Linked DNA regions of Sus scrofa: all the other regions are linked to region 3. Evidence: chromatin contacts called from public Hi-C and promoter capture Hi-C data. All regions are on one chromosome and are shown on one strand. The core of a region is the stretch at or near the end of the contact, and the rest is flanking DNA. Distances in the headings are between cores, read along the strand shown. Region 1 has its middle 430 kb from the start of ETS1. Region 2 has its middle 310 kb from the start of ETS1. Region 3 overlaps KCNJ1 (ATP-sensitive inward rectifier potassium channel 1).

Region 1 (3,555 bases), core at 825-3,324, 690 kb after region 3:
AATTTTATAACTATACAACGTACTGTATTTTTAATTTATTATTTATTTTATATATTTATTTATTTTTTCAGCCACACTTGCAACATATGGAAGTTTCTGGGCCAGGGATTGAATCCGAGTCAGAGCTATGACCTGTGCCACAGCTACAGCAACACCAGATCCTTAATCCACTGCACCAGGCAGGGGATCGACCTGGCACTTCCACAGAGACAAGCCGGATCATTAACCCACTGCACCACAGTAGAAACTCCTATTTTTTAAAAAAATTTTATTGGCGTAGAGTTGATTTACAGCGTTGTGTTAATTTCAGGTGCACGGTAAAGTGATTCAGTTATATGTAGACATGTATCCATTCTTTTTCAGATTCTTTTCCCATATGGGTTATCACAGAATATTGAGTAGAGTCAACTATGTTTGATTCCCTTCTGGCAACGGGAAGGTTTGAAGTCTCCCTGAGAGGTTGGTAGAATTACCTTCCTACACACTCTAAAGCTACCCTTGGTTTCATGACCCAGTCCCTCCTTGAGAAAAAAAACAGGTATTTGCCAAAGCAACTGAAGGACACCTGCTCTGCCCAGTCTTCTGTGTGCTGCCCTTACGCTCAGCCCACACGCCAAGGATCATTCCTTTGCCGGGAGCCTCAGAGGCTTTCTAGCAGAGGGCCAGGCAGTTCACAAAGGAATATCTTCCAAAGGACCACCTGTTGCAACTTTCATGGCTTCATAGATTAGCTGCAGTCGCTCACAGGTTCAATTCAGTGTGGGTGGAGACCCTGTGAGCTCTCCCTCCTTACATGTCTGGACATGTTCTGGAACCTCTCCGTTCTACTTGAAGAGTTTGCCCTTCTTTGAAAGTGTGACAGAGGTTTACACTAGGGGAAATTGTGGAAAAATAAAAAATCTGCTTTAGAGTGAGCCCCTTGTGTTTGGAGACTTGGTGAATGTTTTAGTGGGTGTGTTATGGCGATGACACATGTTTGGGTGAATGCATTTTTGAGTGTTGAACTTTGAGGACACGACGGTTTTTCAGGTCCTGAAACTGGTGTGGCATTGCACAGGCTCTAGAATTAAGTAGATTCAGTTTCAAATTCATGAGTTGGCCTTTTATGACTGAATTTTTCTGAGCCTCTATTTGTAAAATGTGGAGGTGTCTACTGAATTGTTATAAACATTAAAAAGATAATGTGTACAAAGTGCATAGCCCTGTTACAGATATAGCAAATCATTGTGAGATAAATGTTAGCTATTGTCCAATGCCCTTCACAGTCTGAGGTTCTGAGATTATACATTTGATGAACTTCAGCCCCCAAAATTAACAATGATGAATTTTTGTTTTTGTTTTTTTTTGTTTTTTTGTTTTTTTGCTTCTTAGGGCCATACCTGCAGCATATGGAAGTTTCCAGGCTAGAGGTCGAATCTGAGCTACAGCTACTGGCCTACACCACAACCATAGCAAGATCCGCGCCACATCTATGACCTATATCACAGCTTGGCTACGCCAGATCCTTTAACCCACTGAGTGAGGCCAGGGATGGAAGTTTCATCCTCATGGATTCTAGTCAGATTCTTTTCCGCTGAGCCACAAAGGGAACTCCAACAATGAGGATTTAAATAGACCAGGAATTTGTGTGTTTGTAAACAAGACTGACTTAGTTCTAGAATGAGATCTTACTATGGCAATGACTGAAAATATATCACACGTCTCTTAGTTGGTGTATGTTTTTGGAATTTGCTCAAGGAGAATGAATTTGGGTTCTACTTTTCTTATTTCTCTCTCCAGCACCTGGCACAACATAAAATACATATTTGGTGCTCAGGAAATAATGTTTCATGGAGCATGTGTTCTTTTCTGCCCTAAATGAGAGTAGGAGCTTGAATGTTTATTCCATGAAACCCTTGGTTAGAAATGAACAAGAAAGTAATTTAGTCCCAAAGACACAATGAGGCTTGTTTGCCTTTCGGCCCCTCTGCAGAACTTCTAAAATGTGGTTGTGAGCTTCGTTGTGGACAAAACGTGCCTACTGGCATTTTAAGCAACCATTAGCAATGGGATCTCACTTTTAAAAAGGTGCAATCGCAAGCATGCTAGGTGAGAGTTGTATGATGGTTTCAGTTTTATGTCCATATTAGCACAGATTAATATGCTCAACTGCCTGCTAAGCTATTTCTCAGTATTTTGCAGAAAACTTTTTTTTTTTTAGGGTAAGTCATCTTGATTTGATCTATTTTTCTAAAATAGCACTATCACACAACTCAGCAAATCCAAATAATGAATACATCAGACAGAGAGGCTTTATAAAAATTAGTTTATTTCCTGCCCACATCAGGAATGTGTTGTGTGTGCAAAATAAGCTGGAAGATTAGTTTATGAGAACTTTAGGTCCACCTCGAGTGCACAGAGATAAGTTCTAAAATAAAGCTGAGTTCGGCTCCCCCACCTCCCCCCGCCCCAGTAAATGCTGAGCCTGAATCTTCCGGAGATTTGAGAATAAACACACTGGTTAGCATCATTCTGCAGTGTCACAGCGCCACCTTTCGGTACACGGTTTTTTGTTTCCTAACGGTGAATTTCACACAGCTGGTTCCTCCCGTGATTTTTACAATACAACTTCCTTGGTTATGGCTTGACATAATTTCCCTGGAGAGTTCAGGCTTAGGGTATGATAATATACCTTGGATCTGCAAAGCATTAAAAGGGAGGATATTGTCAGATATACGATCTACCCATGGACACAGGCCAGATGCATTTGTAACTAAGAGAGAAGGCCCTCTTGTCCTAAGTCCATCCCTAAATGGCTTGGCTTGGCTGTTATCTATCAGCACTTTCCTTACTTTTGCAGAAAGGCTTAGTTAATTTCTTTCTTTGCCTTCCAGCTATGTTGTTGGGAGCTTGGTTATGGCCATATATAACAGGTGACAAAATGTCTTTTCAGAGAAATAAAACCAAGAGAGCAACAGCAAGAACTTTACAGTATTTTCAAAATTGCTTCTCTGGAATACTTACCCACAGTATAGAGTGAGTTGTAATGAATTATTTATAGATGGGGCAGGCTTTGTTATGTTAATTAATTAGTTAATTAGGACTCGGGTTGCCTTTTTGGCATTAACTGAAGTTAGACTCGAGTTACAAATATAAAACAAAGTTATCCTGGCCAACCTGTTGGAAGGAACTTCAAAATAGTTAGAGATAATGAGATTTTTGTGTTTTATGCTTTTGGCTGCTAGTCAGAAACCTTGAAGGAAAAACAAGCTGAATTCTCTAAAGTCAGGTTTAGTGCTTGCCAAGGCCTTAGAATCCCAAGTTAACCATTTTGGCTGAATTTCTAGTGCTGTCCCAACAACTAGTGAACTCAACGAAAATACAACTCATGTTGTTTGCTGTTATGTATCCAAACAGAAACAGTTGTATTTTTCCTCCTTGGATTTGCCATCAGAAATTTTGGCTTGTGAGAGACATAGTCTAGGTTGGCATCATTGCAAAGCACTTGTTCTATTCTGAGTTCCAAGAGGAAAATAGTGGAGAATTGTTATAGATAGACGCTCTGGTCTCTACTTT
Region 2 (3,548 bases), core at 202-2,701, 570 kb after region 3:
GGCAGGGAATCGGAGAGGGAGAAGCACACAGCTCCCTCCTGGGGTACCTGGAATATTCCCCCCAATACCCTTCCGAGAGACAGGAGTTCTACTAGTGAAGTTCTTTTTTTTTCTTGATTTAAAATTTTTTTTTATTTTATATTACTCAATTAATTTATTACATTTATAGTTGTACAATGATCATCACAGCCAAATTTTATAGCATTTCCATCCCAAACCACCAGCATATTTCCCCACCCCCCAACCTGTCTCCTTTGGAAACCATTAGTTTTTCAAAGTCTGTGAGTCAGTATCTGTTCTGCAAAGAAGTTCATTGTGTCCTTTTTTTAGATTCCACTATGTACGTGATAGCATTTGATGTTGGTGTCTCATTGTCTGACTGATTTCACTTAGCTTTATAATTTCTAGGTCCATCCATGTTGCTAAAAATGCCAGTATTTCATTCCTTTTAATGGCTGAGTAATATTCCATTGTGTATATGTACCATATCTTCTTGATCCACTCCTCTGCTGATGGACATTTAGGTTGTTTCTAGGTGTTGGCTATTGCACATAGTGTTGCAATGAACATTGGAGTACATGTGTCTTTTCAAGTCATGGTTTTCTCTGGATAGATGCCCAGGAGTGGGATTGCTGGAGTGAAGTTCTTCACTCTAGGTCTCCGGGGGGGTTAGAGTGGAATCTATAAAAAAATAAAAATGATTCTAAAAATGATGGAATTGGAAGATTGGCTAGGGAGAAAACTTGGGCAAGGAAAAAGGAAAGAACCTCTAAAATTTTGACTTTCTCCTCTCATCACCTTCTAGCATGTTCTGTGGACACACACACACACACACACACACACACTCCCTTCTGCTGTCTGGAAGACCAGCAGAGGTTGGCAAGACCCCCATCCTCTGCCACCACCTGGCTGAAGCAAACCTCTGGTCCAGAGCTGCCCCCTCCCCCTGCCCCCACTTTGCCCCCTGTGAGGGGCACCACAGCCTCAAATTGTTTCCTCATCTCTGGGGGCTCAGCAGGGGTGTTCACATCTCCAGGCTGACTTTCTGCTTCTACCAGGCCTGGTGGCTCTGGCTTACCACCCTCACTCCTCATGGCCATCTGCAGTTTTCTGCATGTCAATCAGTTTTGTGTGTGTGTGTTGTGTGTGTGTGTGTGTGTGTGTGTGTGTGTGTGTGTGTGTGTGTTTAGCGCTTTCTTGTCCCACACTCCCAGCCTCCAGCGTCCCTGAGGCAGGAGTACCTCCCACTCAGGGCTCACCACTCTGCTGTGTGCTTCCCAGCCGGCGAGGGCAATTTTTCAGAAAACTATTTTTAGAAATAGTAACCTCAGAATAAACAGAGCACACCAGATGCTGGTGTTTTTCTGGGGCAACTGAGCTGAGAATCATTTGTTTAAAGAGAAAGGTAAAAGAGGCAACCTTGCTCTCTGCCGGGGCCTTGGGTTGCGGATTGCTGGGTTTGACTCCCTCTAGCGGCAGGAGTTTAGATGACATGACGCCGCCTTGACCCAGACCAGTAATCCTTTACTATAACTGGAACTGTTTTACATTTAGGCTTCTGGTTTGACAAAAAGTCAGGACAGACTGCAAGCTAATTTTAAGGGTACAAAATGTATGAAGGATATTAGGGCAATTTCTCTGCATCCTTTTCTTATTTCTGGAAGGTCTAATCATTGTATTGAGCTCTCTATTGAAAATGAGGCTATGGTAAAACTGCTGGAGACCTTTGGTGAAATAAAATCTACTCTGTAAACAGAATCTGCATATAGTAGAGGAAACTATTAACACGAATTCTTCCCTATATGCCTCGTTCCTAGTTAAGGGTCAGTAGTTCTGCCAGCTCCATGGAAGGTGGGATAAAAAGGGACCAAAAAAAAGCGGCGATGTATCTAATAGCAGAGAGACAGCACCACAAAATAACAACAAATTTTTCTCATTGTAAGACTTGAGAGGCCAGAAACACATTACCTAAATGCACCCGGGGTGTCCCTTTCAGAAAGTGTCAATTGTATTTCTTCTAAGTCTGTTTCTTAGTGAATGTGGCATAGCCTGCAAAAAGACATCAGAAGGAAACTGAAGACTTTGGTAGACCTTCTGAATTCCAGGACTTCACGGTGCAGAGCCATGAGAGTCTTCCTACTGGCAGAAAGTTCGAGTAAAAGGTCTTCACTGGCCCGAAGACTTTAGTCCTCAGGTCAAAAATGCTTCTCTGTGTGGAAAACAGCCGATGGACAATTATCTAGTCACATTACAAATGACAGGGTTTCTCCTACAATTGGCTGTGGCTTGCTAATGTCTGGGTGATGGAGTAAAAACAAATGACTGTGGTTGACAGGAGGGAAAACATGTGCAGTAATTGATCCGTCAGATCATGTTCCATCTCTCGGCCCATTTTGAGTCAGACTTTGTACATTATGGAACTGCATTCATTCATTCACTGGAAAGCATTCCATTCACAAATCGTTGGGCTGAACTGACAATTGATTCATTATGAGTTCTTAGCTGAAGGGCTGATGGTTTTCCAGAGTAACAGCCTCATCTTGGACTGTCCTGTTCACATTCACCATTTTTGCATATTTTTTACTCACCACTTAGCTAACTTCTACCAACTCCTGGTGGGGGAGACCGGTGTGTCCATTTCTCCATGGCCATGAGCCCCAGATGACACCATTTTGTCCCCTAACGTGGACAGTCATGAAGAGAGTGTGTGTGTTATTATTGGTTTTCCTACCTACTCAGCTAAGTTTCCCTTTGCTGCCAAGTAAGGAAGAAACATGTAGCATCTGACCCTGGGAGCAAAGCTGTCCCCAACAGGGAACCACTGACCTAAGGAGAGGTGTTGGGAGAGATTTCATTCCTTCTTTTTTGGCCATTCATTCTTTTCTTTTTTCACCATTTACATTGCTTTTTTGTTTTTTCTTTAAACAATTTTAGAAGATGTATATCCTGGGATCAGTAGTGAACACAAATCAAATTTCTGGCCACAAGTGCCTAATCGAGCCTAAGTGTGGGAAGGAGACAGAGAGTAAGCATGTAAACCCATACATGAGAGGATTGCTGATGGGGCGAACGCCAAGAAAAAAATAAAAAATAAGACGACGCAGTGAACTAGAGGGTGCCTCGGTCAGCTGAACAAGGGGGTGTCAAGTGCTGCGTTTGGAATCTCAGTGGACAAGAGCGATTGCCATGGAGCTGGGTGTTAGGGGGTGTTGAGAAGGAGGGTGACCAAGACAGAGGTTTCCGAAGTTTCCGCTGACTGTGGTCTGGATGCAGGGTATTTGGAAAAGAGCAAAGCCGTAGGACCAACACAAGGGCGAGGAGGTGGTTGCGATTATCAAGAAAAAAAGATAATAAAACCCTGAGCTGGGTGGTGGCAGTGCGCATGGAAAGGAGGTCAGCAAATAAGGGATTTATAGCAGAATCTCCTTGACCTTTAGATTGAATCGATGATTAAAAAATCAAGCCTTGCATGATTTTACTGCATGGGGATGTTAAAACAAATTGAATTACCCCATCAATTATTTTTTTTATGCAAACAGGACTATTTT
Region 3 (3,413 bases), core at 670-3,169:
TGCTTAGGAATCAGGATGTTCCAGCCTGTTGATTAATACATTAAAGCTCTGAAACTGTGCATGTACTTCCCTGCAGTGTCAGTCATTGCCCATTCACTGTGACAGACTAGCTGGTGACAATGGGCTTGCTGAGGGTGGACTCAGTCCTGGGAGAGGTGGGAGTGGTGGCAGGTGTTGTGTTGACTCCAGCGTCCCCAGGAGGACATGACCTTGGCTGCAGACATGCCCCTTCCTTTGCAGCCTCATCACCAAAACACCATGGTGTGAGTCTTGGCACTTGCTTGTAGGTACTGATGGCTTTGTTTTCCCAGGCCTGGTGTTGAGTTTGTACAGATCCATACACACACCCTGGTCCTTCCAACAAACAGAGGTGAGGAGTCTAATGGTTTCAGAGTTGCGCTGTCAGTGGCAAACTGGCCCACACAGGAGATGACTCTGTGTCTGCAGGTGTGTTGGCATCACTATTTAACCTGCTGACAGTGCTAAAGGAAATTAGGGAATGAGCTTGAGTTCTTTGCTGTCCCACTGTCATGAGGGTTTAGGACTCCGTATTTCCTTAATAAACTAGAGGGTCAGAACACATGTCTTCTGGTCTGTTCTGCTTCTCAACAGAATGCCTGGGGATTGCTGGAAGTGAAATGATCACAGGCAATCTGTTCCTTTCGATTGTGAAGAGAGCTGAACAACTGGAATCTTGGTGAAAAGCATGCCTTTCTGAATTATTTGATGGAAGACCTTCTGGTTCCAAATATTCCTTCATTGGGATCAAGGCATTCTGCCACGTGGAGTCTACTTTTTCATGCAAATTCCCAGTGAAACTCTAGCAACCTTTAACACACTTACATCCAACAAAGCTCTAAGGAAACAAGGCCCTGCAGGTACCATCTGAGAGTCCTAAGCCGTGGCTTGGAACCTCCAAAGCAGCATAGGAACCCTGGACATTTGAAAAGAGGAGATTTGCCACAGGAATAGAAACTCAGTGAGTAAATAAAATAAATGAGAAACAGAAGGTTCCAGAAGGCCAACTTGCTCCTAATTTAATGCCAGTGATAAAGGCAGGCTTTTTATTTCAATGTGGTTAACAGTGTTGCCAGTAGGACCCGACTCCATCCAGATGCTGTTGCTACAGGTAAGTCTTACTATTCTAGTTACATTTTTTTGGGGGGGGGTCTTTTTGCCATTTCTTGGGCCACTTCCGTGACACATGGAGGTTCCCAGGCTAGGGCTCCAATCGGAGCTGTAGCTGCCAGCCTACACCAGAGCCACAGCAGCACAGGATCCGAGCTGCGTCTGCGACCTACAGCACAGCTCACGGCAATGCCGGATCCTTTACCCACTGAGCAAGGGCAGGGATCGAACCCGCAACCTCGTGGTTCTTAGTCGGATTCGTTAACTGAGCCACGACGGGAACTCCCTAGTTACATTTTAAAAGCAATTCAACATTTCTTATCCCTTTCAAGAAAAACTGCATCCCATGATGCATCACCATATTGAAATCTCCCTTGGTACTGATTCCCCTTCAATTGTCACATTTAGCTCTGTTGTTCTGGGGTTTGGACTTGGAGAGTCTGAACATGGTTTAATTTTCCAGGTCTTAAGTTGGCTCAAGCTCCAGTATTTAGAGTTAAGAATGGGGAAGACAGTTTAAGAATTTATTGAGAGAGAGAGAGAGAGAGAGATGGGGTGGAAGGAAAAGATCCTCTCTAAGTTGCCAAATCTAAGAAGTGAGATGCTTTGCGTGTGTCTGTCTGTTTCCACAGACAGCAAAGAACTCCCCTGGTGGACTGTGGGGACAGCTGAGGAAGTGTCTTTCTTGGAGATTTTGCATAAAAGGGAGATGGGTCCTCAGATGGGTGACGGTGTGAAGAGCACCAGAGGGCTCTTTCCTTGTCCAGAACAAAAGAAAACCTGCGGTTCCCAGCATGCAAATGAGGCCTTGGCCCCGCCCCCGGGCCGTGGTCCTCCCCTTGACAGGAAGTGTATGTCAATCAAAGCTTGACAGGGGAGATAGAGCATTTTATTTTGGAAGCCAGAAGTCTGAGAACAATGACTGGAATTTCCTCTTTCTGTCCAGCAAGGGCTGTTTGTCACTGGGGAGATAAAAGTCCAGGGGTAGGGAATAAAGGTTATCGGGAACAGCGCGCACAGAGCCGCGTGGGGGGGGGCGCCGCGGGGGGGAGGGGGTACGGAGGAAATCTATTTCAATGCCTGTCATTAAGTTTCCATTAAAAGAACATTCAGTTAGGAATTCAAAAATAATTTAATCTCCCCAGCCAGATGCACCCAGCTGTACTCTCTGGAGCTGAGTCCCGCAGAGAGGGAGGCTTGCGCCAGGCTGGGGGGCCAGGGACTGGTGTGGGCCCTTCTGGATCGCCATCCCCTGCATCCACCACCGCCCCTGGGTGTGGGAGAAGTCCTGAGTGTGAGTGAGAAACCCCAAGTTTCTCTGGTGCTATAGAAATGCAACTTATTACTCAGGCTCCTTACTGAGTTCTTACTGTGTCTGAGGTTTTGTTGAAAGCATTTTGGATACCCTACCTAATTTAATGTCCCCAATGATCCTCTGAGGTACTCATTATTATAATACCTATTTTTCACTGGAGGCAGCTCAGGGAAGGAACTTGTTCCGCTAGTCAATGGCAGGGCTGGGACGCAAATCCACAGCTGTCTGTCTCAAAAACCCAAGGGTTTAAAATCACTCAAGTCTGGCAGTTCCTGCTGTGGTACAGTTGCTTAGGTTGAGACTGTGGCTCGGATCCGATCCCTGGCCTGGGAACTCCATATGCCTCGGGGCAGCCAAACATGAAAAAAAAAAATCATGCAAGTCTGCATCCTTTAGTATAGAACACCTTCTGAATGGACTTGTCAAGGCTACGAGGCATTTACGTGGATCTGGTGGATCGTCCTTGTCCTGTCTTACACTTTGGGAGAGACCTCTCATTGCTTGGCAGAGCCCTGGGTCAGTCTTCTTGAACACTTCTGGACTTGCATGTTTTAGGAAGAGTTATACTTCCAATGTCTACATAGACCCTGCACATCTATACTCTCTCTCCCCCTCTCTTTCTCTCTCTCTCTATATATATATGTAAAATATATATATATAAAATATAAACTCATTCTATATCTATGTAATGAGTTGTTTAATTTCAGGCTCTGAGTGATCCTTCATTTGTAGTAGAGACTGATTAAATTTCCTTTTTTTTTTTTTTCTTATTAGGTCCGCACTCACTGCAGGTGGAGGTTCCCAGGCTGGGGGTCGAATTGGAGCTACAGCTCCTGGCCTATACCATAGCTCACAGTAACGAGGGATCCGAGCCAAGTCTGCAACCTACACCACAGCTCACAGCAATGTCAGATCCTTAACCCACTGAGCGAGACCAGGGATTGAAGCTACAACCTCATGGTTCCTAGTC

What was found. Promoter capture Hi-C pulls out the DNA fragments that hold promoters and counts their contacts. A called contact is a pair of places that touch in the nucleus more often than the background predicts.
Region 1: a Hi-C map of liver shows a contact between it and region 3, with 3 times the contacts expected there. The contact joins two enhancer-like sites. A contact is called at or near these places in 1 of 5 promoter capture datasets (liver), 21 of 47 Hi-C or Micro-C datasets (alveolar macrophages, blood, brain and 13 more) and 1 of 2 datasets of contacts at active chromatin or transcription factors (skeletal muscle).
Region 2: a contact with region 3 is called in a promoter capture Hi-C map of liver, with 19 times the contacts expected there. The contact joins two enhancer-like sites. A contact is called at or near these places in 1 of 5 promoter capture datasets (liver), 22 of 47 Hi-C or Micro-C datasets (alveolar macrophages, embryonic fibroblasts, epiblast stem cells and 12 more) and 1 of 2 datasets of contacts at active chromatin or transcription factors (skeletal muscle).

What each region holds. Positions count from the first base shown.
Region 1 is chr9:55,082,365-55,085,919 of Sscrofa11.1, reverse strand. No RefSeq gene overlaps it. Among named protein-coding and RNA genes, the nearest start is that of ETS1, 430 kb to the left of the region's middle. Within about 2 kb of position 2,074, at least 13 of the 83 cell types and tissues checked have an H3K27ac peak or open chromatin away from gene starts, as enhancers often do. A contact at or near this core is called in liver, where this site is marked.
Region 2 is chr9:55,200,289-55,203,836 of Sscrofa11.1, reverse strand. No RefSeq gene overlaps it. Among named protein-coding and RNA genes, the nearest start is that of ETS1, 310 kb to the left of the region's middle. Within about 2 kb of position 1,451, at least 25 of the 83 cell types and tissues checked have an H3K27ac peak or open chromatin away from gene starts, as enhancers often do. A contact at or near this core is called in liver, where this site is marked.
Region 3 is chr9:55,775,672-55,779,084 of Sscrofa11.1, reverse strand. It overlaps KCNJ1 (ATP-sensitive inward rectifier potassium channel 1), which reads left to right. Exons shown (of 3, transcript XM_021063129.1): 3 at 1-65. Among named protein-coding and RNA genes, the nearest start is that of KCNJ1, 35 kb to the left of the region's middle. Within about 2 kb of position 1,919, at least 6 of the 83 cell types and tissues checked have an H3K27ac peak or open chromatin away from gene starts, as enhancers often do. A contact at or near this core is called in liver, where this site is marked.